Regions from separate parts of the Mus musculus genome. Here regions 2, 3, 4, 5, 6 and 7 are each linked to region 1. Evidence: chromatin contacts called from public HiChIP or PLAC-seq and promoter capture Hi-C data. All regions are on one chromosome and are shown on one strand. Each heading gives the region's core, a stretch centred on a gene start, on an enhancer-like site or on the middle of the called end of the contact. The rest is flanking DNA. Distances are from core to core; before and after follow the strand shown.

What was found. Promoter capture Hi-C pulls out the DNA fragments that hold promoters and counts their contacts. HiChIP or PLAC-seq counts read pairs in DNA pulled down with a chosen protein or histone mark.
Region 2: a promoter capture Hi-C map of hippocampal neurons shows a contact between it and region 1, with 14 times the contacts expected there. The contact joins the enhancer-like site here to the promoter of Nuf2 in region 1. A contact is called at or near these places in 10 of 39 promoter capture datasets (the 3T3-L1 cell line, the C10 cell line, the HPC-7 cell line and 6 more) and 2 of 115 datasets of contacts at active chromatin or transcription factors (astrocytes and embryonic stem cells).
Region 3: a contact with region 1 is called in a promoter capture Hi-C map of trophoblast stem cells, with 5 times the contacts expected there. The contact joins the enhancer-like site here to the promoter of Nuf2 in region 1. A contact is called at or near these places in 5 of 39 promoter capture datasets (3T3-L1-derived adipocytes, embryonic stem cells, hippocampal neurons and 2 more) and 1 of 115 datasets of contacts at active chromatin or transcription factors (astrocytes).
Region 4: a contact with region 1 is called in a promoter capture Hi-C map of hippocampal neurons, with 4 times the contacts expected there. The contact joins the enhancer-like site here to the promoter of Nuf2 in region 1. A contact is called at or near these places in 9 of 39 promoter capture datasets (the 3T3-L1 cell line, 3T3-L1-derived adipocytes, embryonic stem cells and 5 more), 2 of 115 datasets of contacts at active chromatin or transcription factors (astrocytes and embryonic stem cells) and 1 of 9 other capture datasets (embryonic stem cells).
Region 5: an H3K27ac HiChIP or PLAC-seq map of embryonic stem cells shows a contact between it and region 1, with 5 times the contacts expected there. The contact joins the enhancer-like site here to the promoter of Nuf2 in region 1. A contact is called at or near these places in 2 of 39 promoter capture datasets (hippocampal neurons and liver), 3 of 115 datasets of contacts at active chromatin or transcription factors (astrocytes and embryonic stem cells) and 2 of 9 other capture datasets (embryonic stem cells and pancreatic islet).
Region 6: a contact with region 1 is called in a promoter capture Hi-C map of pre-B cells, with 2.6 times the contacts expected there. The contact joins the promoter of Olfml2b here to the promoter of Nuf2 in region 1. A contact is called at or near these places in 7 of 39 promoter capture datasets (the 3T3-L1 cell line, 3T3-L1-derived adipocytes, the C10 cell line and 3 more).
Region 7: a contact with region 1 is called in a promoter capture Hi-C map of embryonic stem cells, with 4 times the contacts expected there. The contact joins the enhancer-like site here to the promoter of Nuf2 in region 1. A contact is called at or near these places in 7 of 39 promoter capture datasets (cranial neural crest, embryonic stem cells, hematopoietic stem and progenitor cells and 3 more), 1 of 484 Hi-C or Micro-C datasets (pre-pro-B cells), 1 of 115 datasets of contacts at active chromatin or transcription factors (astrocytes) and 1 of 9 other capture datasets (embryonic stem cells).

The regions. Positions count from the first base shown.
Region 1 is chr1:169,529,489-169,533,819 of GRCm38.p6, reverse strand. Nuf2 (NUF2, NDC80 kinetochore complex component) reads left to right here and starts at 2,356. Exons shown (of 15, transcript NM_001355159.1): 1 at 2,356-2,498. It overlaps Gm34624 (a long non-coding RNA gene), which reads right to left and starts at 2,243. Exons shown (of 3, transcript XR_373698.2): 1 at 1,723-2,243.
Region 2 is chr1:168,211,715-168,216,045 of GRCm38.p6, reverse strand. The region is part of intron 2 of Pbx1 (pre B cell leukemia homeobox 1); the gene reads left to right. Among named protein-coding and RNA genes, the nearest start is that of Gm51671, 130 kb to the left of the region's middle. Within about 2 kb of position 1,730, at least 56 of the 459 cell types and tissues checked have an H3K27ac peak or open chromatin away from gene starts, as enhancers often do.
Region 3 is chr1:168,281,283-168,285,613 of GRCm38.p6, reverse strand. All of the region lies in intron 2 of Pbx1 (pre B cell leukemia homeobox 1), which reads left to right. Among named protein-coding and RNA genes, the nearest start is that of Gm51671, 63 kb to the left of the region's middle. Within about 2 kb of position 2,138, at least 26 of the 459 cell types and tissues checked have an H3K27ac peak or open chromatin away from gene starts, as enhancers often do. A contact at or near this core is called in trophoblast stem cells, where this site is marked.
Region 4 is chr1:168,355,487-168,359,817 of GRCm38.p6, reverse strand. The region is part of intron 2 of Pbx1 (pre B cell leukemia homeobox 1); the gene reads left to right. It overlaps Gm51671 (a long non-coding RNA gene), which reads right to left. Exons shown (of 2, transcript XR_003948152.1): 1 at 1-4,331. Among named protein-coding and RNA genes, the nearest start is that of Gm51671, 11 kb to the right of the region's middle. Within about 2 kb of position 2,442, at least 82 of the 459 cell types and tissues checked have an H3K27ac peak or open chromatin away from gene starts, as enhancers often do. A contact at or near this core is called in astrocytes, embryonic stem cells, hippocampal neurons and 2 more, where this site is marked.
Region 5 is chr1:168,389,942-168,394,272 of GRCm38.p6, reverse strand. The region is part of intron 2 of Pbx1 (pre B cell leukemia homeobox 1); the gene reads left to right. It overlaps Gm51671 (a long non-coding RNA gene), which reads right to left. Exons shown (of 2, transcript XR_003948152.1): 2 at 1-4,331. Among named protein-coding and RNA genes, the nearest start is that of Pbx1, 40 kb to the left of the region's middle. Within about 2 kb of position 1,947, at least 127 of the 459 cell types and tissues checked have an H3K27ac peak or open chromatin away from gene starts, as enhancers often do. A contact at or near this core is called in astrocytes and embryonic stem cells, where this site is marked.
Region 6 is chr1:170,642,485-170,646,815 of GRCm38.p6, reverse strand. Olfml2b (olfactomedin-like 2B) reads right to left here and starts at 2,284. Exons shown (of 8, transcript NM_177068.4): 1 at 1,721-2,284. The coding sequence starts at 1,894.
Region 7 is chr1:168,415,678-168,420,008 of GRCm38.p6, reverse strand. The region is part of intron 2 of Pbx1 (pre B cell leukemia homeobox 1); the gene reads left to right. Among named protein-coding and RNA genes, the nearest start is that of Pbx1, 14 kb to the left of the region's middle. Within about 2 kb of position 2,143, at least 111 of the 459 cell types and tissues checked have an H3K27ac peak or open chromatin away from gene starts, as enhancers often do. A contact at or near this core is called in astrocytes, embryonic stem cells and stem cell-derived epiblast-like cells, where this site is marked.

The DNA.
Region 1 (4,331 bases), core at 1,107-3,606:
GGATACCTGTATCCAAAAATCGTGTCTACAATTCATTCCTTGGAGCAGCAGAACTGTCAACTCTTGGCTTAGCTACTATGGAGGTAAAATTCTTTGGTGATGTGAGGGTCATTCAAGTACAACCTTATTACAATGAACTTCGATGTCCAAAAACTGTTCTTATTTTGTGTGTGTACCCCAGTAAGAGTCAAGATTTTCAGCTGTACTAAATAAAAACAAAGACTTCATCTATTTATGATCATTTAAAAAACTAAAAGTGATATATTATTTAAAATATTATTTTAAATATCATACAGTTAATATATTTGGAGTTACTTAAAATTTATATTGAGAAAAACACGTGTATTTTCAGTATTGCTGTAGACAAACATCTACATAAGACTGTTCAATTGATTGTTGTTTTATATCAGACAACTTTGATAATGCTCATTATTTTGTTAAAATTTAAAACATTTTTAAATTTTATAAATTTTAAAGAATATGATAACAAATGAAAGGTATTGAAGGTTTTGAATGGGGGGAGGCTCTCCTGGAGGAGTTGGGGAACAAAAGGGAAAGAAGAATGTGATGTAAGTCTATTTACTCAAAATATGTTTTTAGATGGTAACAAATTCAAATAAATTGAAGTTATATATCTTTTCTATCAAAAAATAGAATATATTAAGTTTTATTCTTTTTTTGTTTCCAGAGTCTCCTTATATATAACTCTGGCTGGTTTGGAACTCACCATGAAGATCAGGCTAATACTATCTAGACCAGGCTTGGCCTCAAACTCGTAGAGATCTGCCTGCCTCTCCCTGTGGAGTACTGACATTAGAGGCAAGCACAACCATGGTTTGAAGAGTACATTACTTTTAAAATTTTTCTGAGAAATCCTTGTCAGCTCCCTTGAAATACTGTTAACACCACGGGCTCTCATAAAGTCAACACTGGAAATTTACTAGAACATAAAATTTGAATTAATAAAAACACTGAGCAAGTATTTTCATGATATTAAATATGTTTGACTGATGATTCAGAATGGTGTTTATATAAACTACATTAAAATAATATAACTTCATGTACACGTTGAGGAAAGTATTTTAAGGGGTTAAAGCACAATGCCAGGTCTGTGGTTCCTTGTATTTATTTAGAGTTCACCACAAACAGCGAATGTTAGGTATTTTACAGTTTCAGACTAGTACTGCATAAAGTATTTCAAATGTATAGCTCAATTTCCAAAATCTTTCCTAAAGATGAACGTGACTGAAGAGGCAAACAGATTAACAAGAATGATTAGAGAGAAATAAAATGCAGACAACTACTTGAATTCAATGCTATTTTTCTTCTTAAGCCAGGACTGTAAACATGTACTTTAAAGCCCATAAATTTAGAAAAAAAAAATTTTTAATCCAGAACATTGTGTCCGATGTTTATCTCTGTAGTTTTGATTACTGGAAAGAAATGGAATGAAATTCTCAGTAATGTTAAAATCAATGCAGCAGCGCCGCCCAGTGAATAAACCGGATATAAAGCTACGTTGCCAGAATTCTCCATGTTAAATTGTACTGTATTTTCAGTGTAGCCATGTTCCATCTACTTATATGAAACTATGTTCTATAATATTGGCTCAAGAATATAACAATTAAAATCTTACCTATTTATTAAAAAAATCAAGTAGTAAAGGTACTCAAAGGATATTAAAACACCCGTGAATAGAGAGTTCTGTATATTCTTTGTTACCTGTAATGTCAGTAAGCCACAGAAATGGCTCACCGATGAGATGAACTAGTGGTTTTGCTCATGTTTGGCAAGTGTAGAATCATATTCCAGTACGTTTATGCTTCTAGATTTATTATCCTATATTGAGTCCTCAAAGTGAGTAAATTAAAGATTTAAATTGGACGTCCTTAACAATGTCTATCCATCCATTCGCTGCCCCGCCCTCAAGCTTTCATGGACCTAAGGAGAAATGATGTGTACAAATATCCAGTGAGGTCAAAATTTGACCCCATCAATGCTTATCAAACAGTAAGACTGTTACTACTACTCCTGGATTCTCTATAATGCCTTTGATTAATTTGGGAACAACACATCCTCTATTGCCTGTTACTCTCTGAGCCTAAGAGAAGGGGCTAGAAACCGTCTGTCTGCCTGCTCGCTATCAGGTACGCTGAAGGCAAAGTTCCAGTCTGGGACAACCCGGTAAACACATCCCGGAACTCCTCCCCCTAACTGCTGCGCTTCCTGGTCTGGCGGAATCGCGGTTCCGGCTAGAAACTATAACCCTGAAGAATGATTCCGCTGATCTGGAGCCTGGCTCGCTGCGCAACTCGTCAAGTCCCACCCACCGTGGGTCTTCTGAGCCTTCTCGGCATCCGTCGCGAAGGAAGCGCGCTGTGCGGAAAGGGGCCGGCCTCACAAAAAAAGGCGGCCGGTTTGAAAAATGACAACGGTCAGCGGCTTTCGGTTGGACGCTCGGTTTTTAACTGTTTTTCCGTGAGCTGCTAGGCCTCCAGGTGAGTTTGAGCGGGTGAGCGTTGGAGGGCCGGGTGCAAGGCCAAGGATCGGGGCATCTGGGTTTACTAACTTGTGTGTTGATTTGACAGGCTCATCTATCCCAGGTTGGTCTCGAACCCCTATATTCCTGAGACTAGCCTTTTTTTATTTATTTATTTAACTTTATTTGTAATTCAATTTTTTTACACTTCATATTCCATTCCCCGCCCCTCCCCATCCACCCTCCGACTGATCCACATCCCAAACTCCTCCCCTCCCCACCCTGTCTCCACATGGATGCCCCCACCCCACCTGATCTCTAAACTCCCTGGGGCCTCCACTCTCTTGAGGGTTAGGTGTATCATCTCTGAATGAACACAGACCCGGCAGTCCTCTATGTGTGTTGGGGGCCTCATATCTGCTGGTGTATGCTGTCTGTTTGGTGGTCCAGTGTTTGAGAGATCTCAGGGATCCAGATTAATTGAGATTGCTAGTCCCCTTACAGGATCGTCCTCCTCAGCTTCTTTCAGCCATCCCTAATTCAACAACAGGGATCAGCTGCTTCTGTCCATTGGTTGGGTGCAAATATCTGCATCTGACTCTTTCAGCTGCTTGTTGGGTCTTTCGGAGGGCAGTCATGTTAGATCCCTTTTTGTGAGCGCTTCATAGCCTCAGTAGTAGTGTCAGGCCTTGGGACTGCCCCTTGAGCTGGATCCCACTTTGGGCCTGTCACTGGACCTTCTTTTTCACAGGCTCCTCTCCATTTCCATCCCTGGAATTCTTTCAGAGAGAAACAATTATGGGTCAGAGGTGTGACAGTGGGATGGCAACCCCATCCCTCACTTGATGTCCTGTCTTTCTGCTGGAGGTGGGCTCTATAAGTTCCCTCTCCCTACTGCCGGGCATTTCATCAAAGGTCCCTTCCTATGAGTCCTGGGAGTCTCTCACCTCCCATCTCTCAAGTGCTGACTTTACGGGCATGAGCCACAAGAATGGCGTCAGTGTGACTTGTTTGAATGCTTGCCAATTTTTTATGTATCTCCATTGCGCCACCATCTCTGGATTAAACCAAGAACCATTTATCAAAAGGCGAAAATATCATAATCCAAAAGTCAGGGAGCTGAATGTACCTGGATCTACGTGGGTGTAACACAAAGCCTTCCCCGTATTTTCCAGGAATGCTTTATCTAGTTCCTCAGAATTGGGAGTTGCTTGCTTAAGTTTGCATTGCAAAGCCAGTTGTATATAATGTAAGTTATGTTGTGCTTAGCACTGAAGTGTTACATATAACGGAGAAATGGGAGCTCCTAGAGGTAATTGTCCTATTTGAACTAAAATGTCAGAGAGCTGTTTTACTGTATATAAAGTATATAGTATCTTTATAGTTAGATGGCCTCTTTCTCTGTATACGCAACACACACACACACACACACACACACAGGAGTTGGAACTGAAATTGCACTATTAAAATGAACACAATTTGCTTCTGAGAAGAGAGCATTATTACTTCTAAGTGCAGTTGTGAGCCTCTGGGTAGCTTTACGTTGGGAAATTGATCCTCAGAAATTCTCAGGCAGGTGTAACACAACATTGGACACTTAGGAGAAGACTTGGAAGGCATTAACTTGGACCAGAAAGAGCATGAGATTATTAAAGGCTTTGGCAACTTCAGTGGGAAAGGCTGGGATTTGTGTGGTAGGTAAGCCCTTTGTACGTTTGTAAGGGTTTGATGGTTTATAAGAATTACCCTGACAGTAGTGTATATCACATCAGCAGAGAGGGGTGTGTGATTATGATTTTATACCCACGTTTTCTGTTATTAATCTATCTCTAATCTAGGTGTGGCTTGTTTT
Region 2 (4,331 bases), core at 481-2,980, 1.3 Mb after region 1:
GGTCCTGGCTAGAGCGCCCTTTGAAAAATCAGTGCGGCCTTGATACCTTAAGAAACACTCCATAAAGATGCTTGCACTGAAATCCTTAAAGATCTTACTGTCTCGTTGCTGGAAGGAAGTTTACAAGTCCCTTTCTGATATCATATGCTGTTTATGCATACCTGATTGCTAATAAGCCAAGAAAAATATTGGAAGGATTGAAAGATATCTTGTCTTCACACCAAGTGGTATCACTTTAGGAGGCTTTTGACCCTGAACGAAGCCCTGTGTGATTCTAAGGGGACAATACTGAGTATCAGAGTGAGTCCCAGATTTATAGATTCTGTGCACTGGAACCCTCTGAAGAGGCCATTCTAGGCCAGCAGCCAGGAAGATTCCCGCTTGGTCCTCTAAGGTCTGAGTTCCGTCAGTACTGGGCTCTCTGGAGCCTATCCATCAACCGTTGTCTGGCAGCTGCCTGTAATGCTGGATTGTGAAACTGGGGGAATCAAATGGTTAATCATTTCCATTTACTTGATAGACGACTCTTTAAAATAACTCACCCAGACAGCTTTTCCATCAAAGACGGAAGAGGCTTGAGCACTTCGGGGGAAGAGCGCCTATAAGTACAACCCCAAGCTTCAGGCTACTAAGGAATGGAAGATGTGGGTCCCGACACTGTTTAGAAGAATCAGTTCATAGCACAGTCATTTTCCAGCTGGAGAAGTGTCCACCGGTTTGTGGATGGTTATGCCTGTAAGGAAATGACAGAACCTGAAAGGTCGGGGTGGAGGAGTAAGGGGTTGGGAAGGGGGGAGGTGTTCTACAAAGCTTAAAGCAGTTTGGTGTACTCTTAGGCCTCGGGGGAACCCTTCACAGATACCAGTCCTGTGCTTGGGTGACTCTCCCTCACACAGAGAGCCATTGCCTTAATGTCAGCATAGCATTGCTTGTTTAGAATGGCCACATATGAAAGGCAGATCTGAGTTTTGGGAAATGGGCACTGGAAGAGACGGGAGAGCAAACGTGTTCTCTCTGTACAACTTACAACCGGAGGGTGGGGCACGTGTCAGGAACCAGCTGTGGCAGGACACAGATGCCTAAGACGCCATAGTTCTACATCCTACTTGGCTGCTGTGCACAAGAGCGCTGAAAAGACCCGAAGAGGTGCATAATACATGATCCGGGAGATCATGGGAGATCACCATGTCACCACTGGCTTCCAGGAGCTCTCGATCTTGGTGGCAGGAGCCTGCCTTGTTTTAGCCAAGTTTCTGTACCTTTATAATCTGTAAGTGTGCTAGCAGAGCGTGTGCTTTCTGTCATCAGGTGACACAATTCAATGTGCACAAAGGGTCCCAGCGGATGAATGGTTTCACTTTCTAGAAGTACAAGGGCAGGTTACTTCTTTCTCCACTGGCTTCAGAGCTCTGCCTGGCTTGGGCTTGGCACCTTCTTCTGCCTTGGTACCTTGAAACCATGAAGAGACTTCCTCAAGCCTTCCCTAAGTCTTATGTCCCTTCTCCAACCATCTCTTTATCTTGCTCAGCTGAGCGAGTCTCAAGCTTCACTCCATAGCCTGAAACAATGCCTTCTGCTAATATGCCCTCCTCCCTGTCTGCCCACATTTGGGAATCTCAAATCGGAGTAGATCCCAATTCCCCAGCTCCATGGAGATGTTGGTAGCTATGGGACCCTTCTTTAAACAAGTCCTCGGTGGGGAGAGAGTGCCCTCTAGTGGGCATCAGCCAGGAGCGACTCTGGAGCTGTGTTGCTCAGCCAAGGACAAAACAATCCTTTGCACAGACCTCCCACTGGCTCTCTTGAATGTGCCTTTGGGTTTGGTTTGTTTTTCTCCTTGTGTGAAGAAAATAAATAAAGAATGAACAGCAGGAGGCCAGTTGTGAGGGCTGCTCCAATCAGGCTGTGACAGTCTCCTTATCGCTGGAGTTTTAGCACCGGATTAACCCTAGGGCAAGTGATAGCAGCTGATGTGACTTCAGGTGTTTTCTGAAGGCTGTGACAACCTCTGTATAAATCACTTACCTGTCGTGACTGGTCTCTGTCGTGATTGGAATGGGAGGCAGTGATTTGTGAGTAGGAAACCCCTTTAAGAATTATTAGCTAACAAGGATAAATATCTTGGTGTTATGTACAGCCAGTGGGGCTGTTGGGACCCTGTATGACCAGCATGCACAGGCAAGGGGACTCTTAAAGCTCAGTTTCAGGGAAAGCTGTTGGGCAGGAGAGGGAAAGGAAGGAGGGAGGGGGTGCTGGGCACCCATCAGGGAGGCGGGAACCTGATCATATGTGATGGCTGCAGGATTAGGTAACAGCTCGGCTGGTTGAAATTGGATCTTGGAGGACGAGTGTTAACATCTCTGGTGTCCCAGTGAAAGGTTCATTTGAGTCTTGCATGGTGCTAGAGAGATAAAAAGGAGCTTTTAAATAAGCATTTTGTATCCAGCTCACCAGAGTACTGACTTCAAGCCATAAATAGGAAGTGTCACTTCTGTTAGCCGTATCGCTTATTTCTTTAAAGCTGGCGGCATTTTTTTTTTAACTGACTAGCTGAACAATTTCCGGGTCAGTGAATCCAAATACCTCAGTTTGTTTGTTTTGTTGTTGTTGTTGTTGTACTAGTATCTTGAAATCTTGTCCTGGGAAGAAATACAGACCTGCAAGATTCTCTGCCTTTTTCAAACACACACGTGCACCCCAAGACCATCAGAGCAATCACCTCCTATGTACTATAGCACAACAAAGTGCTCCCCTATTTGTGCCTACTTCTTGCACATTGTCCAGTGTAGTTTACTTTCATGAGTAGAGTATAATTGAAATGGTGCAATGTGTGTGTGGACGGAGGACGGTTCTTCTGGGTTTCTTCTTCTTCTTCTTCTTCTTCTTCTTCTTCTTCTTCTTCTTCTTCTTCTTCTTCTTCTTCTTCTTCTTCTTCTTCTTTTCATTCTCTTATTTTCAAATCTCTGGTAGAACCTTTCTTTACATGTCTGTAAAGCAATTGTGATGAGTCTTGGCAAACCCAATCTCCTCTGAATGAGTATTCAATTAGAGCATTTACCATGTAAAAATTAAGCTCCTTTATTGTTGCCCACCCCACTTCTACCTGGGTAAATCTTTACCCACCCAGGAATCAGTGCATCCCAATGCACTGTCCGTGGAAACTTGCAGTCTGGGTAGGCAAGGACTGTTATACAATAGGCCACTACTGTCCTCTGCATTGCTCCTGCAGCACCCTGAGGGAGTTCCCTGCCTTATTGAAAATATCAAAAAAAAAAAAATCAAGGATAAGCACACTCTTCATTAGGTTGAGGAGAGTTGATAAAGAGGAACTTGGTTGTTTAAAAGCACCGAGGCACAGGCCTGACTGAAACCCAGAGAGGTAGAAAGAAAGAAATATCAGCCATATGGGAACCAGCAGTATGAACCTGTTCATGGTCACTTGCCTGAGTACCAGTCAGTCTATCTTTCTTCTTCCTCACAATTGCTTTTGCTGCATCTGGGAGTTTAGGAGGCCATCTTTGGCACCTGCTCTGTCGGAGGAGAGGAATACCTGACATTGCTTTGGGCAGGCATTGCCTGGGCGGGCAGCCGCCTACTGATGGGTAACATGTTCTTTTTGAATGTGCTGTCGTGGATGAGAAAGGATGATGGATATCTATCATCATGCCTTAGTGGCGGGCCATGTGCAAGGACCATAGGCTGCAGAGTCACCAGGAGACATCTTTGGTCGCATTACTGTCTTATTAAGCATCATGGGATTTTTTTTTTAATCCCAGGGAGTTTGATTTGGTTTCTTCTAAAGAAAGTACATTGGCTCTCTGAGTCAGAAGACTGGATTTAGAGACTGGTATAGTGAGACATATATTTATAATCCTAGCATACAGTAGAGGCCAAGTAGGGGTTTTATGAGCTTGAGGCCAGCATGGATGTGTATAGTAAGACCTTGTTGAATGAACAAATGAATGAATGAGGATTCAAATATCACCTCAGAATGGTATTAGATTGATCATCTTAAATAATCAATCTAAAACAACGTATTTCTAATAGCTCAGAGGTAATTTCTTTTTTAAAATTTGTGAAGGGCTCATAAATATCTTTTTGATAAAGTGATTAAAATTCACCAAGCAAAGAGTCACACCTATAAACCCTACAAGTGATACCTTCATACCTACCTACCTTGGATGTGATGACAGCCAGATTTAGAGACCCAATGTGTGGAAGGTTAGATGCTCAGTGTCTTCAGAGCCTGGCATGTAGGTCATGCAGGAAGTAGTGTTCCCATCTAGTCCCTATCGTAAGGAGCCTTTGTTGGTGTTGAGTTTGTCAGAGGA
Region 3 (4,331 bases), core at 889-3,388, 1.2 Mb after region 1:
CTTGTGTCTTCAGTAGAAACAGGAGAAAAAGATGAGGGTTTTGGTAGTAGCAGTGGAAGGAGACAGTCCTAAACTGCAGAGGGCTGGTTCCCAGCATCAGATTGTGTCATTTGTTGTTGTTGGAGTGTCTTGACCATGACGACTTGGGAGAGCCTAGTGGCCTTATGGGTCTGCAAACCTTGAGGTTGAAGCTTTCCCTTGCAGAGGTCAAGGCTTCTTTAGCTGCTCCAAGAATCTGTTCTGGGTGTTGGAGTTGCACCCTCTGTCTGGAACAGGAAGTAACCTCTCTAGGACCATGGGGGCTATTTGATAAGTATTTGTCCAACAATGAATGTGTAACTGTAGCTTATACACACCTGGTCCATGCTTTCAAAGTACAGTAGTGGAGTGGCCAACTTCTGGTTTCCCTTTCAAAATATATGGTTCTTTGAATTGTTTGAGACCTATTTTGACTCAAGAATGTTAGCCAGGATAACTCTTGGCCCCTCCGTGCCTACATTCTGCCTTGAAGACACTGGGTCTGTAGATCTACAGCTCCAACTGCCATTTGTATCTGTATTCCAAGCCTCTTCTAATCTCTACAGCATGACATGATTATCCACTAAGGCCTACGCTGACTCCAGTCTCTCAAAGCAGCCATTCAGAGAGGTCAGAGGCCACAGCACAGATTATTTTGGTGGGCGGAGGAGGAAGGTTAAGGAAATTGCTGTTTTGTTCAATCCAACTTGCTTCACAGAGGCACGTGCGTGGCATATTTGGGTCATTAAATACAAAGACAGTCTGCTTAAGAATTATGCCAGCAAGACGTTTTCAGATCATACCTAAATGGGGGTGTGTAGTGACTGCCAAGTAGTGTTTTTATGTATGTGTGTGTCTTTGTGCTCGCCACCCACTGTTCTATGTTAGGCAGAGGTGCTCTGCAGTAAATGCAACATCGTTCATTCTGGGATCGCAGACCCTTTCATAAACACTCAGTCACTTAAGACTCTTGTGAGTTAAATAAATAATAAGCTCCTTACCCTTTGAACAGAACATGAAGCCTAAATATTGAAAAATTAGGCAATTTAGCCCAAGGCAGACTGTGCAGAGAAAGCATGACCTGGTGAGACAGACCTAAGTGCCAGCAGCAAGGGTTTTGATCTGTAAACATTTCACTAATGGCAGATTGCGGAAGAATTGAAAGGGGTCTTTCAGCCAGTCTGTTAGCTTTTACTCAGCACCTGGTGCGTGCCCAGTACGAAGTTAGGAACCAGTGAATGGGTCCAAAAGGGCTAATAGATGCCCTGTTTCTTTCTTACAAGACCCACAAAGCATTCTTTCAATTTGCTGAGCACACTCTGGGTACCAGACGGATCAATGTGAGCTATATATAAAATATTAAATACCGAAACACAGACAGCGTGTGATCCTAGAGGCCGAGAACAATTGCTCTGGGGGTAGTGATGGTAGAGACTGATAGTAAGGGACAGAAATCGAGGCCAGGAGTTGTGATCAGAAGTGTAGTCAGCAGAAGGTCACAGGGTGTCACATTTGAGGAGAATCAAGTGAGCCCGCAGACAGAGGATGCCATTTCTGTAGTGCCCCCCCTCCCCCTTCTCTCTGTGTGAGTTTTTCTACTGGCAACAATAAAGGAAACCATATTGGGTGACAATATGCCACCGCCGGAAATATAGTGGAGGGTGACTAATACGTCAGTAGCCTCCAGGCTGAGGTGTTCTTTGGTCATGTACGGTGGCAGGGCAGCTCGCTCGCTCTCTCTCTCTCTCTCTCTCTCTCTCTCTCTCTCTCTCTCTCCTTTCCTCTCCCCTTCTCTCCCTCTTTCTTTCCTTAAAAACTTTTTCTTTTTTTTCCTCAATGAGTTTATTTTTTTACTCACTTTATATCCTGATCACAGCCCCTCCCTCCCTCCCTCCCTCCTCTCCCCTGACACTTACAAGTCCCTCCCCTCTGTTACTTGTTTGAGATTATAATATAATTACATCATTTCCTTTTTCCCTCCCTCCAGGCACTAGTGTTTCTTGGGAGTTTCTGTATGAGACAAAGCTTCCAGCACATTCCTTTGGAGGTTTCTATCTACTGTTCAGGGCCAGTCTTTGGAAAGAGCGAGGCCCTTATATGTCACCACATAAATAAAGGTTAACAATGCTTAGGTCCCTTATATGTCACGGCATTGATAAAGACTAGCAATGTTTAGGTGTCCCCACTACCCCTCCTCTCTCAGACTGAGCTCTGTCTAGAATTTTCAGGCAGGTGTTCCCATAAATAATGCAGCTAAAAATATTTCAAGCAGCAGCTGGGGCCTTCTTAGCTCTGGGATGGTGGGACTACAGCATCCCAGCTCCTTGGGCAGGTGTCATCCCTAGAAAGTAAGGACTAAAGTACTCCAGTTGCATTCTTATGTAGACTGAGATCTCCTTCCTGTTGGAGGGAAGAAACAAAACATTTATTTCATCTAGCATTGCCTAGACACAGGTGCTCTTGGCTTGAAGGCACAAGAGTTTAAAAGTCAGGTAAACTACTAGGCCTCTGCTAGGGCAGGCTGTGGCTTCAGAGTTCATGTTGTTGCTCTTCTGTCCAGGTCTTGTCCATTATAGACCAGAAGCCCAGCAGAACTTCAAAGAAATTAATTTGTATTGGTGATCCTGTTGACAACTGTTAGCACATTAGCAGTCTTTTATTAAGTAACTACTGTGTGTCAGATACCAGGAATGTTTGTTGTTTTATGTGGCCCTTAAAAGAGAATTGATATAGAGAATAGACATTCAATTTGATTGGAGTCAGAAACCAACATTTGAAGGAACATACATTGCCTGAGTGCATACATGCTTGTTGGAGCTAGAGACACAGATACCTTATTATAAATGATATTTGTGTTCCCACTAGAATTTACATATAATACATCATGCTTTATTTTTCTCCCTTGCTCTAATCTTGCCATATACATCAATATACGATATATAATAATTAATCTGTGTTATTGGCATCATAGTACATCCAAGGTGTAATTTGAGAACACTTACAATTTTTTTGTTTGTTTTGTTTTGTTTTAAGCAAGAAAACATATCATCTCAGCATATATAAAGGCATCCCAGGGTGAATGCCTTCAGCTTCTCACACATTCACATTTAGAAACTCTGAGGATGTAATTCTGGGGTGAGATGCTGAGGGTAACATTCTTATTGGGCATTCTTATATTCTTAGCTATGATCCATATAAGTAAAAGAATATTGGACACCCAGGAAACATTTAGGACGTGGGTGACAAATACAGTTAGTTTCCAATATAAATCTGTGTTCTTTGTATCTGTCACTGCCACATGATGAGGCTCTGAATGGCATTGACCTCAGAAATTGAGCAGCCAAATTCTGAGTTGCCTAGGCTTTGAGGGTGAGCCCAGTCTATCCCTTTGGCTTTGTGAGATCAAAGCTAATGCCAGAATTTACAGGGAATTGAAACCAATTTAGGCTCCTTGACCTTCATATCAGTGTGGTGGAGGTGAAGATAGAGATACTGTATCAGGATCTAGTTTAGAGAGTAGGGTCCGTTTCCTAATTTCCAGTTATAAAAGTGAATCTACTGTGGTTTGCAAGGGAGGCAGAGTTTGAGTCTTTTGCACCTGAGATTGTAGCCCAATTTTCCCAGTTCATCACCCTCCCCCAAGGTGCTTCACACTTGGTCTTACTGAAAGAGGAGGAGCTTGCCCCAAGGATTCAGCCATGTGACAACGTTTGGTTGGCAACAAAAGTGTTTCAGAACTGGACTCTCTTGCCCATGGGCAATGACCCCATCACATCTGATAAACTGAACAAGCTGGGGGTGGGGGAGGGGGCTGGTAGCAAGAGCTGTGGAGGCTCTTGCCCCTGAACACTGGGCTGGGAGAGTCACCAAATAGGCTGGTGTCCCAGGAGCAAGCACTGCCCGATGAGCTGTTTGTTTCCCCATGCCTTCTCTTTGCTGTTGAAATCTCAGGGAGGGAGGAAGGAGAGGGAGCGATTCTGCTGGTTGCTCTTCACTCTTCTGCAGTGAAGGTTAGGAAACTCCAGTTTTGTCTCTAGCACAAAAGGTAGAATCCAGAGCACGATTTCAAAAAACTATCGACGTTCCCAGACAGTTAGAGGACATGAAAGTAGCCATCAAAATGAGTTTGCCATTTTTACTTGGCTTGAATATATGAGAACTTTAAGCTTTAATCCCACATTGAAAACACTGTGTTTGAAGAACAGGGAGTTAGTTTGTGGAATATTGGAATCACTTGGGGACATTTTTAAATTTTGTTCATGCTTTGGGTCAGAATTTCAGGATGTGGAGAAACCTCTGCGCATGCATCTTTG
Region 4 (4,331 bases), core at 1,193-3,692, 1.2 Mb after region 1:
CTACAGTGCACAGACCCTGCAGTCTGCCTGGATTTGAATCCCAAGTCTTTCCTTCACATGCGGGGTGACTTGGGTGTGCTATGGCTTCAATTCCCTAATCCCCATAGAATAATGTTGGAGTCTTCTGTATAGGTGCACACCTCATGGTGAGGCACTTCTTACGGTGACTGTCACTGCCCCTTCCCCTAAGCACCCATCAGTTTATTAAAACACTTACAAAGCAACTTAGATGGTATCTGATCCATGTTCAACTTCATAATGGATTTGCTTTTATGATTTATTTTCTTTACCCTTAGCAGTGACTTGGAGGTGCCCTAAATGGTATGTTACTTAATTCCCCATTGCACTAAGGATGGGACTTCTTGGGACTGTTCGGGGAGACATTACCCATTTCTTTATAGTGTGGCCTTAGGCGGATGTTTTTCTTCTTCCTTGGAAACTCGTTCTCTATCATGTGAGCACTCCATTGGTCCCAGTCTTGTCTTCTGCAGTGTGCACAGAATAAATTGTTTCTTTTCTTATTTGGGGGCAGCTCCTAGGCTGCTCACCGAGTGTCTCTCCTCTTCGGTTCCTGATCTGGAGCTGGGACTTTCTGGGGTGATAGGGACTTTTTGGGGCTCACTCACTCTCACAGATGGAGCCTGTGCTAGTGGCTTTCTGCAGAATCCCTCCCAGTCCATGGCAGTTGAGCTGCCCAAGACAATAGGATGGCTATAGTAATGAGATCCACAGGGCAAAGCTATGGAAAGCCAAATCCACACTTCGATAGATAAGCATTTCCCAAGGCTCTATGGAAACAGTGCATCCTGAGTTTGAGTTGGAACTGTCAGGACCGGCCTTACAGGGCAGCCTTGAAAGTCTGTTGCCTCTCTCTGCTCTCTCAGAATTCTGGTCAAGTTCCATTTCTGGAATTGTCCACATCCACTGACTTAATGCATGGGAGGACCAGAAACTCCCAAGAGAAGAAATATCAGCTCTCTGTCTATACACTCACACCACCCCGTGATGCAAGGTTTTTTGTTTGCTTGTTGGTTTTTTTTGTTTTGTTGTGTTGTGTGTGTTGTGTGTGTGTGTGTGTGTAACACACCTATGGGAAGCTAGTTATCCCCATTCTATCACTGACATTGAGGGACAGTTCTGTGGAGAGAAGATCTCTCATTTATTTCCTAGCCTGCCAGGGCTTGAAAGACCCAAGCTTGGGGCTAGGGCATGCTGCTGGCAACATCTCTCGCTTGGCGCCCTGTCCAATGAAGCACAGGCATGGGTTTCTTCATGGATCTGTCTGCTGGTCCCACTGCCCGCTGACAGCATCCTAAGTGACCAGAGGCCTTGCTGTAGGTCTGTAGAGACAGCAGTCGTGGGCTGGCACAAACTCACAAGCTGTGTCGGCTCCTCTTCTTTCCTTCCCCTACACTGAGGCAAGAGATGCAGCTTAGAGAAGGGTGAAGTGTGTATGGGGGAGGGGGGTTATTGTGAAGGTGGGGGTGGAGAGAAACGGAGGAACAACTGTAAAAAATGTTAATTTATTAATCACTGAATATATAGCAGTTCATCTGCAATGCTGTTGCCATGCCAACACCCTGGGAGTTTACTTTCTTAATCCAAGAGAGGAGCTCTCAGTCCCCTGCTCCCCTGCTGTGCCATTTGAATTTGCTGCTGCCACCGCTGCCACCGTAGTATCTGTTTTAGAAAACGGGGGGTGGGGTTGGGGGGGAGGGGAGGGGGATTAAGGCTCAACCACCAAAGCAGTCAGATGCAAAGCAGCGAGAGGCCTTTCTCAGCGCGACTTAGTAAAAATGACACAAATTAATATACTCTACTTAAACCAGACCAAGATTAATGGTTCTCTTTCAGTGCAGCTTAGCCCAACTGTCACTCGACAGGCGTTTGTCGGACAAAATCAACACTAATCAACATTTATTCGTCTCTTGCCCTTGGGTCTGAGGAGCGCAAGCGGGCTGCGCCATTCTCCCGCTCATCTCGCCACGCTTTTCACCCTCCATCCAGCTCCGCCATATATCACCCTTCCTCCGGGTGCCTCTGCTCGTCCGGATCCACAGACTCAGCTATCAGGGTACATTAGAGGCATGATAGATTTTCTGTTTTAATTTACATCTATTATATTACAACATAACAGAATTTTGATTCAGTAGAGACCTGTGTCTCCTATAGCCAGACTCCTTGGGAGGCTTTTTGCATTAACTTATTAAGGCTTGTTATGGTACAGCTTCAAATAGAGAGTCAGTGTTTCTCTCTCTCTCTCTCTCTCTCTCTCTCTCTCTCTCTCTCTCTCTCTCTCTCTCTCTCTCTCTCTCTCTCTCTCTCTGCCTGCCATGCTTAGTAAAGATGTCTTGGTGCGCCTTATTCACAAACACAGCTCATTTTCTGTACACTTGGCTTCCTGTACAGATCACATGAGGCTGGCGGAGTTTCCTCCCTTACTTTCTGATTGGACTTTGATCAGCCAACAATGGCAGCCGCGAGGGAGCTCCCCCTTCCCAGCCTGGCCTAGGGAAATGGCCTCCACAAACCAGCAGCTACCCCCTCCACCCAGAGCTGGTCTCCAGCATCTTCTTTTCCTCTTCCTTTCCTCTTTGATCTCAATTACAGTTAGCTTTTATTTGTGTTGAAACACGTGTGTATGTCCACGTGTGTATGTGTGTATTGTGTGTGTGTTCGCGCGCGCGCACGCGCTCGAGCGCCTGTGTGGTGATGGTAGGGGGGAGGGGTGCAGAGAGGAGGGAGAGAGGGAAGTGGCTGGGTTAGCCACAGATGATCCTGTTGAAAGGATGACTGAGAGGTGTGCCTGGACAGGGCTGCTTGCTTTCTCTGTGGCCTCCCTAAATGAAGCTTCTTCCAGCTTGGAGTAAGGTGTCTGTGTGTGCCTAGCTAGCGCAAAGTGTGTATGCTGCTCCACCTCGGTAGTGTTTATCTTGCTTACAAAGTTGGATTTTTAAATTCATTTTAAACAATGCGTTCGTTAATGTAAGATGTGTGTAGCAATGAGTTTGGTGTTGATCCTCCCTGCTTTCATCCATTTCCCCACGATTGGGGATTGTGGCTTTGAGCACACATTTTATTTTTTGACATAGTATTCTTTGAAGTGTTTGGTAGAATTGCTTTCTGGCTTTTGACTGTCAGTGGAGACTCATTACACTTCAGCTATCTGGTCACCTGGGGCCACTCCGCACACCTGTGGGGGACAAAAACCCTCCTCTCGGCTTGTACCTTTTAACCTTATAACCTATTTCCTGCGGACACTGTGACTTTGTCAGCCACTCAGGGTGACCGAGCCTTCCTCTGAGTTCTGAATTTCTTCCACTAAGCTGTTGCTTCTAAAGAGCAGTGAGATTATCTTGTGGCCAAAAGACAGAGAAGCCTGGGGGCTGAGTTGGGGGATGTGTGGTCTGTGCGTGTTTGCATGTGGTTGCTGAAGTGTAGGGTGTGTTAGGAGGATGGCTAAGGCCTTCCATTTTGGTTTCTTATTACATAGCAATAAAGTAAATGACGCTTAGTATAACTCTGCACTTAGAGAGCTGTAGCTCAATTTAAGAAACAAAACCCCACCACCAGGAGTTGCTTCGTATCTTGAGCTTGGGAAACTGACCTTGTTAATTTTAATGAGGGGAAAAATTCTCCAGCTGGGGCTGAGGAGAAAAAAACGAAATACCAATGAGGTTATCACGTTGGGTGATCTCACTGAATTCAGCGTGTAATCAGAATGGTGCTTAGAGAATTTTCTAGAGTTTACAAGAAACTGCAGATGCCCTCCCTAGTATTGAAGGCTGTTTTTTCCCAGGAGGCCGAGCCGAGCCGTATATGGTTTCTTCCTTGTGGAGCTATTTGAGAAACTAACATTAAAAAGTTGGGTGCAAATAAAACTGAGATTAAAAATGCATCAGTGTGTTGCTTTTGTGGCTCTGGCAGGAAGGCAGTGAGGTTGATAGCAGCTACAGTCAGTTAGAAGCAAAGGCCTCCCTAGTTCAAGTGCTTGCAGATGCCGGGTGGGACCCAGGCATCTGGCTCTTTATCCCCCAAGCCAGGTGAGTTGAGGGAGTCCTGTTATGCAGTAGGCAGCTCTTCAGTCCAAGCAGCAAGTTGATGGCTTTGACCCTGCTCTTGAGGAACTGACAGATTGTGACCAAGGAGGTTCAAGATGACTAGAGGACAGTTTTGCCCTCAGTTATGAGACGTGTCCTGAACTCTAGTGACATTTTGTTGGGGACAACAGAAAGAAACATCACCCATCAAGGTGTTTGACTGACCCTTTACTTTATCCTTGTCTACCAGATGGCAGATTCTTGGGAGACCACTGTATTAGCAGGCTTTTC
Region 5 (4,331 bases), core at 698-3,197, 1.1 Mb after region 1:
CAACAGCAACAACAACTCAGCCAGTAATCCTTCTCTTCTTTGGCTATGCAGAGCAAACAGGGCTGAAAGGCCTTTCCTTTGCTGAGGTACCACAGGCCTTCTTGTCCCAGCATCACTCAACCATGGTTAAGGGCTTGCTATATGTAGGACCCTTTGCTTGTTGTATTTCTTGACTCTCAATTTCGCCTCTAAGGTAGGGTGGCAATCTCCTACACGTTCCCCTCCAGTCTCAGGATGAAGGACAGCCCAGATATGGACCAAACCACACAACTAACATGTACGCAGTTGATCCGGCAGAACTTTCACATTCTTTAAAATTGGATCTTTCTGCTTATGGGACAGACTTGGAGGTGAATATCTGTGGAGGTGAATAACTGCTTTTTAACTGGGTCAGATTTGGAGTTCAGCAGCTGGCCCTGGGCTAGTAAAAGCCCTGTGGTTGCTATGAAAGATAATGAAAGGGTGAAGGTAACAGGGCTCTACTGAGGCCCTGAACAACCACTAGAGATTTCACGAAGTCCCAGTTTACTCTCAGCTAAGCCAGTACTAAAAGGCACAGTGACTTTGCCAAGCCTTTGTCTTATCTACTGGAAAAGGACATCAGTTGCAGCTGGGAGCCATCTCTCAAGAGCAGAGTACACACAGGCTCTCTTGGAGACGAGTTGGGAAAGAGGGAGTCCGTGCGTGATCTTACTGCTGTAGAAGGACAGTTTTGAGTCCTTTGGAATCAGATTATGGTGTTGCCTGGCTCCAGGTAGTAGTCAAACCCATTCCCAGCCAGGGCTACTTGCTTCACTCTAAGCTATTTTTACCTATTTCCTAGTTGCTCTAGAAAAGACATGGGTTTACACACTGTATACTCAGAAGATTAGCATTCCTTGAAGCCCATTCTAGAGGGACTGGAAACAGCTTCTTCCTCCTGAGGGGCTGAAACCACGTCCTTCCTTGTCTGGCTGAGAGCTGCCTGACTCCATTCAGCTGCCCCACGGATGGTGATGTAGCCCTCAGCCTTTAGAATACTAATCCACAGACCCATTTAGGAAAGCTGTTAGTTGAAAGGTAATCCGGCCAGCTTCCCTTGCCGCACCCTCCTGTTGCTGTCAGAGGAGAGGGACTCCAGTCTGTTTTCCCAAACTCCCGAGTCTTTGCGGAGATAGATCCTTTGGTCCCTCACTTTTTGGCCTTGGCAGAGAAAGCCACCTGACCTGATCTAGGTCCTGCTTCATTACACGCTGTGATGTGCACCATGCAGGACGGATGAGGAGGAAACTTGAGAGAATGATAGAAATGATTACTGAGGTTGGCCTTGGTGGGTACCACCCTGCCTCTCCCTTCACCGGATTTCAGGATCTGAGTTTACCTCTGGATCCCACTTTTTTTCCCCAATTTTCTTCTTTTCTTTAAAAAAAAAAAAAGGTCTCAACACTCAAGGAAAGCATCCTCTTCAATTTTGTTTTTGTCCTTTTTTTTGTTTAAATTACTTTTAAAAGTTTGGTCACATGGCCAGAAACCCCTGCCTACAGCTATGTATATATACACGTTCCTTCGCATAGACACATTCCTTGCCCCACTCACGAACAACTCTCACTGAGAGCTTCTGTCCACCTGTCCTGTGTCCCACATCTCCAGGCGTCCCCAACAGCCATCACTCCCCACTGGCTCTGTCTGTTGCAAGTCCCCAACAGACACCATAAAAAAAATGCAACTAAATTGTTGCCTTGCACAGGAGGGCTTTCGCCTTTGAGAGAGCTCCCTGGGCATGTAATTTCTCTTAGATTTCTTCTGTCCTCAGAGGTCCCCGAAGGTACTTGTAGAATGTCTGCTGTTAAACGGCCGTAAATTAGGGACCGGGTATATGAAGCGTTAATGAAGGCTGGGATTGGAACCATTCCACATCCCTCAGGCTGGCAGGTTTTCAGTCCAAGAAGTTGCTTGCTAGAGGCCCGAGTTCCTGCGTGTCAGGTTTCAGCTCTCCTTTCTTCTTTCTTTTTCTTGCCCCTCCCCCTCTGGTTTGTTCCACAGCCATTCGGGTTCTTTTTTTTTTTTTCCCCTCTTACCTTCTTTATTGCTCACCTCATTCTGTCTTCTAAACCTCCTCCTCCCCCATCCTTTTGGGTTTTTCGAAAAGCAGCTAGGAGGAACACAGTGTTTAATGAGGCCAGGAAAGCAGCCTTTCTTTCTTTTCCTGCATGAGACAGAGCCAAAAGAGTTTATTCTATTTTTCTTTTCTTTTAAACTTTCTTCTTTGTGTATGTTTGTCTCATTTCTTTCTCTTTAAGCCAGTGCTGGAATTAATGCACGTAAAAGACAGTCATTCTGAATAAATGCTTCAGCTAACCGCAGCAGAGACCTTGCAGCTCTGGTCCGTGGATTGGAAATTAATAGGAGAGAACAGTGTAGCTGCGTCCTGGCGTCTGTCCAGATGTAAGACCGTCAGAGGGCTGATACATTTATACCATTAAATGAAAATAGAAACTCGAAGCGAGATATGAAGGAAACGTAGGCACGTATTTCTCAGAGAGCGTGTGAGTCACTCTGGAATGGTTTTAAAGCTGCAGTATATGGGGCACACACAGCACTACATACTTTAAAGGATAAACTTCCAAGTTAAAATATGAGCCTTACTGAAAATTCTTTTATAACCAAGAAAAGGCTTGTGATGATGAATCGTATGAAGAACATCCACATGTGGCTTCCTTGGGTTCAGTGTATTTTCTAGAAGCCTCAACTCTGTACGTGTTGAGTTTTAATCTGGATATGCCATGTGCCTTGTCATTTAGGAAACATGCAGCTGTACCTGTACAGGTGATGCTATGAAGACACTATGTACTAGTAACTGTGCAGGGCACTTTGGGCACCCTTTGCTCCCATGGTACTCCCATTTTACAGTGAGAGAGTCTGGATCGCACATGCTGCCTGATGTGGAGGGCCACACTATGCGTGCTCTTTGCCTATGGGCTAACCTGTTTTATCTGCACTGCGCCATGCAGATAAATCCATTTCCATCGAAATCCTGCAGTGCTCTCATTCCTCCACATTTTCCGTATGACATCTGATGTACCTTTCACTCTGATAATAATTCATTCACGCGTTTAGTAGTAGTATGTATTGAGTGCCTGTTGTATACTAGGCTGTCCAGCTATTCAAGAAAGGACTCCATGACAGCAGCTTGCCACTGGAGCTAACAATTCAGTCCTCCAAGAATCAGGAATGGAAGTGGCATCCTACTCTGTCCTGTAAGGCAATGCTTAAGCAATCCACTTATGACTGGAATAAATAACTTATCAAAAAGGACTTGGCAAACAAAATGAGCTGCCAGAGAAGACTGCATTAAGTTTTAATAGGAAGAAGTCTTAGCAGTAAGTAGGAAACAGGTCTTGGCACAGAGCTGAGTCATTCCTTTGAGACATTTCCTATGACCTCCCCCTATGAAAAAGGACTGAGGTGGCTTTTTTTTCCTCCCTCATTTGTGAAATACTGCATTTCCAGAGGAAGCATAGTTGCTTCCCACCTAAAGAATGAAAAGCACTAACCAAGGGAGATTGACAAGAGATGCATCCTCCTGCATTCCATAGTGGTAAAAGGCCTGTTAACACGTGAAGTGCCATGTGGGAACACACACGTGCACACACAAGGACGCAGGTCTCAGGCATCTGAGGGTGAGCAGGGGTTTAGCCCAGTGCAGGGATAAGAGTTGGAGAGGAGCAGAGAGGCAAAATGTTTGCTGAAAAGCTTTTGTTTTATAGTGGGATGGCATTTCATCCTCTCGGATTCACCAGCCGGGTCCTGGACCATCATATGGATAATTTGGGCAGGCTGGATTGTGACCTTAGCTTCTGCTTCTCTCTTCAGGAAAAAAAAATTAGAAACACCTGTAGCAAGGAAGGACAGGTCTCTCGCTCAAGGGGATGTGCAGGGATGGCAAGCACAGGCACTACCAGGCCTGGCCTTTGCAAACCTCATTTTGAATGTGGATTCTCGGGCTTGAACTCAGTTCCCAAGGCTTGGAAGTTGTCCCTCTAGCGTGCTTCCTCTTCTTTCAACAAATTGTTTATTTGCCTATGTGTCCCTCCTCCCATCCATCTTGTGTGCATGGCCTTTTATTCTTTGATTATTCTTATTACATATATACATCCATAAAAATTTGCAAGTGCAACCTGCTGGGAATGTTTAGTATTGCGTCTATGAATCTGACCACTTGGTATTGGATAACCGATTATGAGGTTCATCCTTGGGAAAGACTGATTCTCTCTCTCTCAGCAGTCATCACTGTCTGTAAATTTCCATTTAGGTGTGGGGCCTTGTGAGAGTTCCCCATCCGTGGACGAGTC
Region 6 (4,331 bases), core at 1,035-3,534, 1.1 Mb before region 1:
AGGCTCCCTATTCGGGCTCTCTGCTGTTCCTACCCTGGAGGAAAGTCCTCTCACCCTGTAAGCCCCATCAACTCATCCCCAAAGCTAAGGCTCCCATCCTAACCAGGCAGAGGGGTTCCTTGGTTGACTAATGATGGCAGCGGGTGGGTAGGCTCGGAGCCTGCAAATGTTCCTTGCTGTCTGCGGGAAGAAGGCATGTAATGTTTTCCTTGAGACGGTTGGGTTTCTGCTAAAGCTAATGTTTGCTTTAGGATTGTTGTGAAATATAGACTCCACCAGTGGAAGCAGGAGGTGTAGGTAGCTTGGGGTGACGTAAGCAGCCAGTCTCCCCACGTTGATAGTAAATCGTTCCCGTCTCCTTTCTGAAACTGCCTAGATTCCTACGCAGTCCTCCTTAGAGAACCCTGGATGGGTGGGTTCCTTCCCTTCAGGGGGCTCCGGTTTCAGGCAAGCTTTTGTTTATGGTTTTCCAGAGTCCCAGTGGGAGGGATTTGAAGTCTTTTCGATTTAAGGGTCAGTATGAGGTTATGGGTGGGCATAGGGCATATGTTAGCATAATTATTAAAAGAAGAAACCAGCGTTTGATCAACCCCAAAGTAGGGCTGACAGCTCTCTCTACGGAGAGAGAAGACCCAGACTGAGGGCCTGGAGGAGGTACAGGCAACGCACTCAGCATCCTTCCTCGGACAGTATCCATCCCAAGGACCAAGGAGACGCCCACTGTACACCAGCATGCCAGCTTTGGAAAGCAGGAGTGCCACATAAGTGTGAGAAGCGTCCCTTACAGTCCTGAGAAGCAGGCTGGAGCATGCTGGAAGCCAGGCTCTCCCTCTTTCCCTTTTAGCTTCTGCTCTTCATCTCTGAGAGGGCTGGTAATCAGGGTGTTCTGAGGACTGAGTTAGTTCATAAACGGACACACTACAGCACGAATCACCATCCTGGGTCGCTTGGCCCCCTCTGGGAATCAGCCACAACTGTGTGGCTCGGCACTGACACTCCACTCCAGGTACACCAGGTCTTAACATAAATCCCTCTGTTTTGGAGTCCCCCTCATAAGCATCACACATGTAGCACATCACACACTCTGTCTTCACCAAGTGCTTCTGTCCGAGTGTCTCCTCTGAAGCCATAAACCACCTCCCATGGCTTATACCTATCCCATCTGCCTCCTTTCCAACTTGTCCTCCTGTTTACACATTCCAATTCTGACAGGCAGTCTCATAGGCAAGAGGGACTTTTCACAACCATTACATCACACACACACACACACACACACACACACACACACACACACACACACACACACACACACACCCCTTTCTTCTCAGTGGTATTTTCCTTTCCTCTCCTTTCTCCTGACTTGGTAAGCCTGAAACACTCCACAGTTGTGACCCATGCCCTTACTTTTTAACACAGTACTTTAACACAACCCAACAAAACTAAAGTCAGGGCTGTAGAATCTCCACTCTTAGTGCAGGTAAGAGGGACCAGAAGTTCAAGACTAGCCTCAGCTATAAAGTGAGCTGGAAGCCAGCCTGGTCTACGAGAAAGCCTGTCCAACACCAAACGAGCAATATAGTGTGATAAACTAAAAGTGAACATCCACTTCACTAAAAATACAGAGAAAAACAGCTGCTCATAAATCTTTCATCCAGGACCAGCCTCAGGTCCTTGAGGTCCCCCAAGGCAAGAGGGGTGGGCACGCGATTCCTCATCCTACCTGAGATAAAACGTTCTCCTGGTTGTCCGCCTCGTTTTGCAGAATGTCATCTTCCGTGGGCTCCACTGTTTGCACATCAGGGGGCTCGCTTGTCCCTGTGGGAGGTGTAGTGGACCCCCAGACCTGTGCCACCACCAGAGCAAAGCAGAGAACCAATGGCAGGGGATAGGCCATGAGAGATGCGACAGTAGGGACTTTAGTCCCTACAGAGACCACCTTGGGTCGGAGGTCTCAGCAAAGACAGGCTGGAAGGCGGCTTCACTGGAGTCCGGAAGAGTAGATGTTCAGAGAACCGTCTAACGTCTAAAGCTGGGTGTGGCTGAGTGGAGCAGGACTGTGCTCCCCAGAGACCCTGAACATCTCCTCCCAGACCCCAGCAGCTTAGACTGTGCAGAGAGGACACAAGAAAGAGGTGACTGAGGGAGCAGAGGAGGGCGCCGGCTCGACGAGGGCAAGCCGCAGCAGCGTGAGCTCAGGTGGAAGGCTAGCGCCGGGAAACTCGGGACACCCGGAGACTGGGCGCAAGATGGACAGTGGCCACAGCGCAGGAGGCAAGGGAGGGCTGCTGGCCCAGGGCGCCGCGGGGCTGGCGCGGAGGGAGGGCGGAGCCTCTATTGTGCCGGGCAGAAAGATGCAGCCAGTGACGGCCCGGAGGAGGAGGACCGGGAAGCGCACAGACTTGGGCGCTGCGCCCGGGGACCCCGCCTCCTCTAGGGTTCAGCCACTGCGCTTAAGCGGGCGCCGGCTGGCGTGGGAAGGGCGCTGCTGGCCTTGCATCTGATTGTAAATGGTCATCCGAGAGGGACTCCGTGTGCCTTTTCTCGAGTTTTCTTCACGCCCGAGCTCCGGGGGAGCCCTGACTTGCTCCCTGGACTGCAACCGGGACAGCGGAGAAACACGACCTCTTCTCTTGAAGTGTTTTATTGTTGTTGGTTTTTGTTTTGTTTTGTTTTGTTTTCCGGAACTTGACTCCATCTGGAGTACGGGAAGCTTTGAACTTACGAACAATTGTAATCTTCATGTCTGCTACAACCCTAGAACCTGATAATACCCCCACCCAGAGGATGCATCTTGAACCTCTGACAGAATGTGGAGGGAGTTGGATACATTTTTAAAATATGGAGAGTGGCTACAGGTCTCTGCTGTCTCTGCTGTTCTGTTTGTCCTAGTGACTTCCCAGAATCAAACGCCTACCACAGGGAATGTCTCTTGCAGTCTCCGTGGTTTGGGACAAATGGACAGGCCTCTCTATCTGGCCAGATAATCTCTAAAGGGTATATACATGTAATGGTGCGGTCCTCTTTTGGGCTCTTTAATTAGTGACCCTGAATATGCCTACTATGAAGATTAACAATGTGTCACTTTTGGAAAGAGCATTAAGTCTTCTGGGACAATTGCCACTCTGAAATACTCAGCAGAGTCAGGTCGATTCTGAGGGGCTCTAGCAGAGCTGAGCATGGCAGGCATGGCTCTGGCAGGCCTTGCCTTCTCCTAGCCCATCTTCCTTGTTAAAAACCGTTCCATTACATTCCTAAAGCCAGCCACCAAGATCTAGTCCCCCTTTTGGCCGACTCCTGCCCCCTGAGGCTATTAAGGGCCCCTCCCTTTGGCTGCCCTAATTAATCTGTACAATCAAAAATAAACCCCTCATCTAAACAGGGGACTTCCCCTTTACCTTTATAAACTGTCATTTGCCTATGTGCCACATCTGCCTCCTCTCTATCCAGAGGCAGTGTTCCTTTCCCCTTCTCCTTCATTCTCTATCACCTGACTTGTATTCCCTGCCCTTTGTTCCTTGGGGGCAAATAAATCTCCTTTGGGCTGAGAACTTGGTCTTGGGATGTCTTGTGCTGGATGCATATCAATCCCTTCAAATGCAAAGACCTAAAAGATATTCTACCCCCTAGAGAAATCTGAATACTTTGTTCCTAATGCTAAGCAAAGAGGTTGGGATAATGAAAGTAATAAATCAAGCAAAAGCAGACTCCAGCTTAGATATGATAGTTGATAGAAGTGTAATGTTACCATTTAGTATTACTAATATTATCATTTCTTGATAGGGATACAACTCAGAGACTCCAGGATCCTAGACAAGCTTTCTGACACCGAGCCACTCCCTTGAACCTAATAATAACAATAATTACTATTTTCTTAAAAAGAGAAAAGTTTGTGGAGAGAAATCCAAGTCTCTAGATGCAGGAATGCTACACATATACCTTTCTACGAACACTATCAAATCTTGTATGAAACTAAGTGGGGAGGTGGTGGTTAATACTATATATGTAGTAATACTATATATGTAGTAATACTATATATGTAGTAATACTATATATGTAGTAATACTATATATGTAGTAATACTATATATGTAGTAATACTATATATGTAGTAATACTATATATGTAGTAATACTATATATGTAGTAATACTATATATGTAGTAATACTATATATGTAGTAATACTATATATGTAGTTTACAAAAATGTTGAGGGGCTGGAGAGATGCCTCAGCAATTAAGAGCACTGACTGCTCTTCCAGAGGTCCTGAGCTCAATTCTCAGCAACCACATGGTGGCTCACGACCATCTGTATGAGATCCAATGCCCTCTGCT
Region 7 (4,331 bases), core at 894-3,393, 1.1 Mb after region 1:
TGCCACATCCTTGGGGAGGAAGACACTCGGCAACCGTCGGTGGTAACCTTGGATGCTAGACCATGGGCTTGCAGTCAAACCAACCGGGTCAAATCGCATTGGTTATTTGATTTCACAGGGCATCAATTTCCTCATCTGGAGTGAAAACAATACCTAGGACCCAGGCTCTCTTGACAGACTAAACAAGACAACACCAGGAAGCACGGCGTTCAGGGTTTAATGCCTGTGCTCAAGGAACTGCCGCTTGCCGCTCTGGCCCTTTCATACTCTCTGCACCCAGTCCTATAGTTCTCAGACGGAGCACTGCTGTATATATAATTTTAAATTTCTCCATCTAGATTTGCTAGTCACCACATTAAAAGAACAATCAATAAAAAAAAAAAACCAAGCAAAAGGAAACAAGGAAATTAAACATCAGGATTGCATCTCATTTAACCCAAATGTACCTGAATAGTTCAACTAGTAATTGTCCTAAATGTTAGGGCAGTATTTGGTGTTCTGTGTTGTACAGCTTAGATATTGAGCATTGTGTTCCGTATGGGATGTGTCTTAATTCACCAGGTTGTGTTTCTCAAGCTTGCTGGCTACGTGTTACTACCATATTGGTTGGACAGCCAAGCCACTAAATGGCTATCCAGAAGGAATACTTCCTTCTCTGTTTTGGCAAATTAAGACACGTGTGGCTATTGCCTTTTCAAAGTGGATCTGGTGGGTCTATAGCTGGCTGCCCACATATGGACAGGCTTGTTAGAGCATTCTTGTACCCTGAACCCTCTAGAGGGCGGCAGGATGAGCAAGAACGAAGCCAGCCCCCACACCACCTCCTCTGTCTTTCTAAATCACTTCTCTCCATAACTGCTCATCTGTGGTTCTCTACCCCTAACAAAATCTCAGAGGTTCCCTAAAATAACCGAGTGGGCCGAACAGCCATCTCGCTATCTTTAGCTGCAAGAGAGTGGGAACCAGTCGGCGGACTCCATAGTTGATATAATCGCTAGACTAAGCTGCTAGACTGCATTTGAAGCCTGGTGCTCTCACTGTCTCTGTGTTAGCATGTCATTTCGAGAATACCAGTTTCTCCTTTGGCTCTCAGCCTTCCTGGTCTGCGTGGATATAGAGACTCACTAGTCCGACCCTACATTCTGCAGGCTATGAGGTCCTACATAACCCACTGTCAAGCATAGACACACACACTTGGAGGCAGGCGGAGCTGTTTATGAGAGAATTCTCTCTCGTTAAGATGGCAGTTCTAATTTAGCCTGGGAATCCCTGTATCTTTTCTAGGCGGTCACATAAAGTTGGTTATGGTGGTGCTACGGCTACTTCTATCAATCAAGCTGAATTGGATAAGACAAACTGAGAAGGGGGGAAAGGGGTGGAATTTGAAGAAAAAAATGTTTATGACGGAAGCCTTCGGCTGGGGGCCAGTGTGCTGTCATCTACCTGCTGGCTTGGCAACGGCAGCAAATAATGTTGCATGTGTACTATGTATTTGTAACTGTGGGATCCTAGATTGGAAATCTCATGGAATGTATGAGGAAACATGTTCTACCTTTCTGTTGCTCATGAAGTCAAGCCCAGAAAGTTTGGAAGTCTTGAGTTTGCTTCCACCATAGACCTGTCGTGTGACTTGGTGATCTTCTGTCATTCCTCATAACTGTCAGTGAAACGTTTTGGAAATGTTATTAAAGTGAGTTTTTTTGGTTTTTGTTTTGTTTTTTGTTTTGTTTTTTTTTTGTTTTTGATTATTATTATTATTATTACTTTTTTTTAAAAAGAAAGATGCTTGGTTTTACCTGCAAATGTGTTAACAGCCAGGGGAAAAAGGAAAGTTGACATTTTTGTCTTGCTTTCAGACCAGTTGAATCTGCCAGCAGCAGCTCAAAGGAATACATTTACCTGGTGGTCTGGGCTAAACTAAACCTGGAAAAGAGTAGCAGGTTGTTTTTTTTTTTTCCACTGAAGGTTTTGGGTGATTTGAGATCTCAAGTGTTGCCGCTCTCAGGAGATTTCTAATAATTACCACTGTTAATAGGGCTGAAACTTGGCATTTATATTTCGTCCCTAACAAAGAAAGCCTCCTTGAGAGAACCCGGCTGAGCCCAGCTGGCATCCTTCTGGAAGGCGGGAGCAGCTAGCTCTGAGAGCCCAGAGCTAATTCTTTGCCACACAGGGCAAGCAGAGGCTGGAGCCTCCTCCTAGCAGCCCACATGAACACACAGTTAAAACAAAGAGCAGGCACCTGGGCTCAGCTCGCCTTTGTGTGGCCCTCTTGCTAGGGAGTCTGTAATCATCTCTAAGGCCTTAGGAGGATAAATCCCAAGTAGGTATCGGTCAGTGGTGATGCTGGCTAGATAGGAGTAAGAAGTCATGGTGTGGTTTGGGGAGCTGAATCCTTTGCAGGGGATGAGGGGAAGAATAAAGAAGGAGAGAGAGAGAGAGAGAGAGAGAGAGAGAGAGAGAGAGAGAGAGAGAGAGAGCACCCAACAATAAATAAGAATATTCAAGACATAAGAAAGTGTTTTTTGCCTTAATCAGGGGAAGAAATGAGAAATTGAGGGTGTTGGAGGAAGTTGGGGTGGTAAAGGAGTTTGATGAAGAGCCTGGTGCTCAGGGGACAGATCCTCCCAAGGCACAATCTCACATGAGGATCTGAGCCTAACAGAGGCACCAGGGTGTAGTGGCTGAGTCATCACAGATCCACAACAGACTAGCCCTGGTACAGCCCTGCAGCAGCTGGGAATGCACAGGGAGGCTGTTAGGCAGACACTCAGGGTCACTCTCGGGGTCTTGTCTCAAGTCCCCAGTGCAGATCTGCAAGGCTTGAGCTGAACTTTGCTACCCCGGTGCTTGGCCCTGGAGGCCGAGGATCGGCTGGGAGCACTGCAGGCCAGGCTCCTCTCATTCCTCCAGGCTGACCCCAAGGGTGACAGGAGAACGGTCTTCCTGGAAAGCATCCTCTTGCTCTGGAGTCTTGCTTCCTTTACGGAACACTTTTAGTGTGGGGCTGGATTCCCCGATGATGCCAGCAGGGCCCCCAGGCTTCCTACTCTGGGCTGTGCCTGTGCTGTTTGGGCTTCCAGCAGTGGGGGCTGCTTTCTCAAATGCACGCTTCAACCCTGGAGGAGGTTTTGCATAAAGAAGTGAGATTCGGTAGGGGGTGGGGTAGGGGCAGCTCTTTCCTTAGTTGCCTCTGTTTCATCTCTGATCAACAAATAGCCCAGTTGTTGCTTCATCTATCGAATTGGATTAAATCGCAAAACTTGGAGTTACTCTGAAATCCCTCCCATCCTGCCTTCTTTATCTCTCAGCTATTATGGGGAGTGCAGCACTTACCCTGGGGAAATTTTTAACCCTAAGAACCTTGATGTACTTTAAACAGCTTTGACATTTGTTAAGCTTGGTGTGATTTCTTGAACACTCAGAGAAGGCTCCAGGACTTCTATGCTACCTAGTTTCTTGTATGTCCCCTTGCCTTGTTTCAGAGACTTGTGTGAAGAGAGGCCTTTAGCCACCTGATTTTTGCCAGTTTTTAGAAACCCGGACAACTTCTTTGGGGTACTGTGAACACAGTTGTGTCCCCTCCCCCACCAAGCTGGCTGGAGCCAGGGCAGGAAGGGGCTGTCATCAGGCTTCTGCTGAAAGTCCCTGGACTTTATTTTTCTTCTTCGAAAGTTACACTTGGAAAGATGCACTTGACGTGAAGTTGTTATTCTTCAATGGATCTGTGTGCTTTTCTGTGATTGCCCATCTACAGCATGGTGGGGCGGCACCCCCTTACCCCGGAAACGTAGCATTGCATTCTTGTGGGCAGGCAGAAGCCAGCCACGTTGGTGTGCCTCACAACTAGGAAACATATCTATGACTTAGTTCTCTCCATAAATTTTCAAGAGCCTAGTGTCTGACCAGTCCACAGAAGAACTAGGCTCATTATAAGCTCCATAGGATCTTTCCCTTCCTTGTGCTCCTGGGGTAGAGGATGGAAGGGTTCTTTCTGGTGCAGGTCAGGCGTTCCCTGTGTAATGTGGATTGGCACAGGTGCAGCTAAGATAGAAGGAGAGCAACACTAACAGCTGTCTAGTGACAGTGAAAGAGACAGGGAGGCAGTTGCTTATCCTTACTTACCTCCTCTCCTGGGTGTCTCTGTCCAGGCTGGGATGTTTTGGTAGCATCGTTGATGGTTTTTATCAATACAAAGGAAATCTCCTCGCTGGCTCTGTTTTGGCCTAAGTATGCATAGGCTAGTTGACATGCTAAGATCCCCGTGTCATCTACCCCTTCACCTGTAATGCCACCTCATGAATATCACTTGTGTGGAGGCCATATGAGGT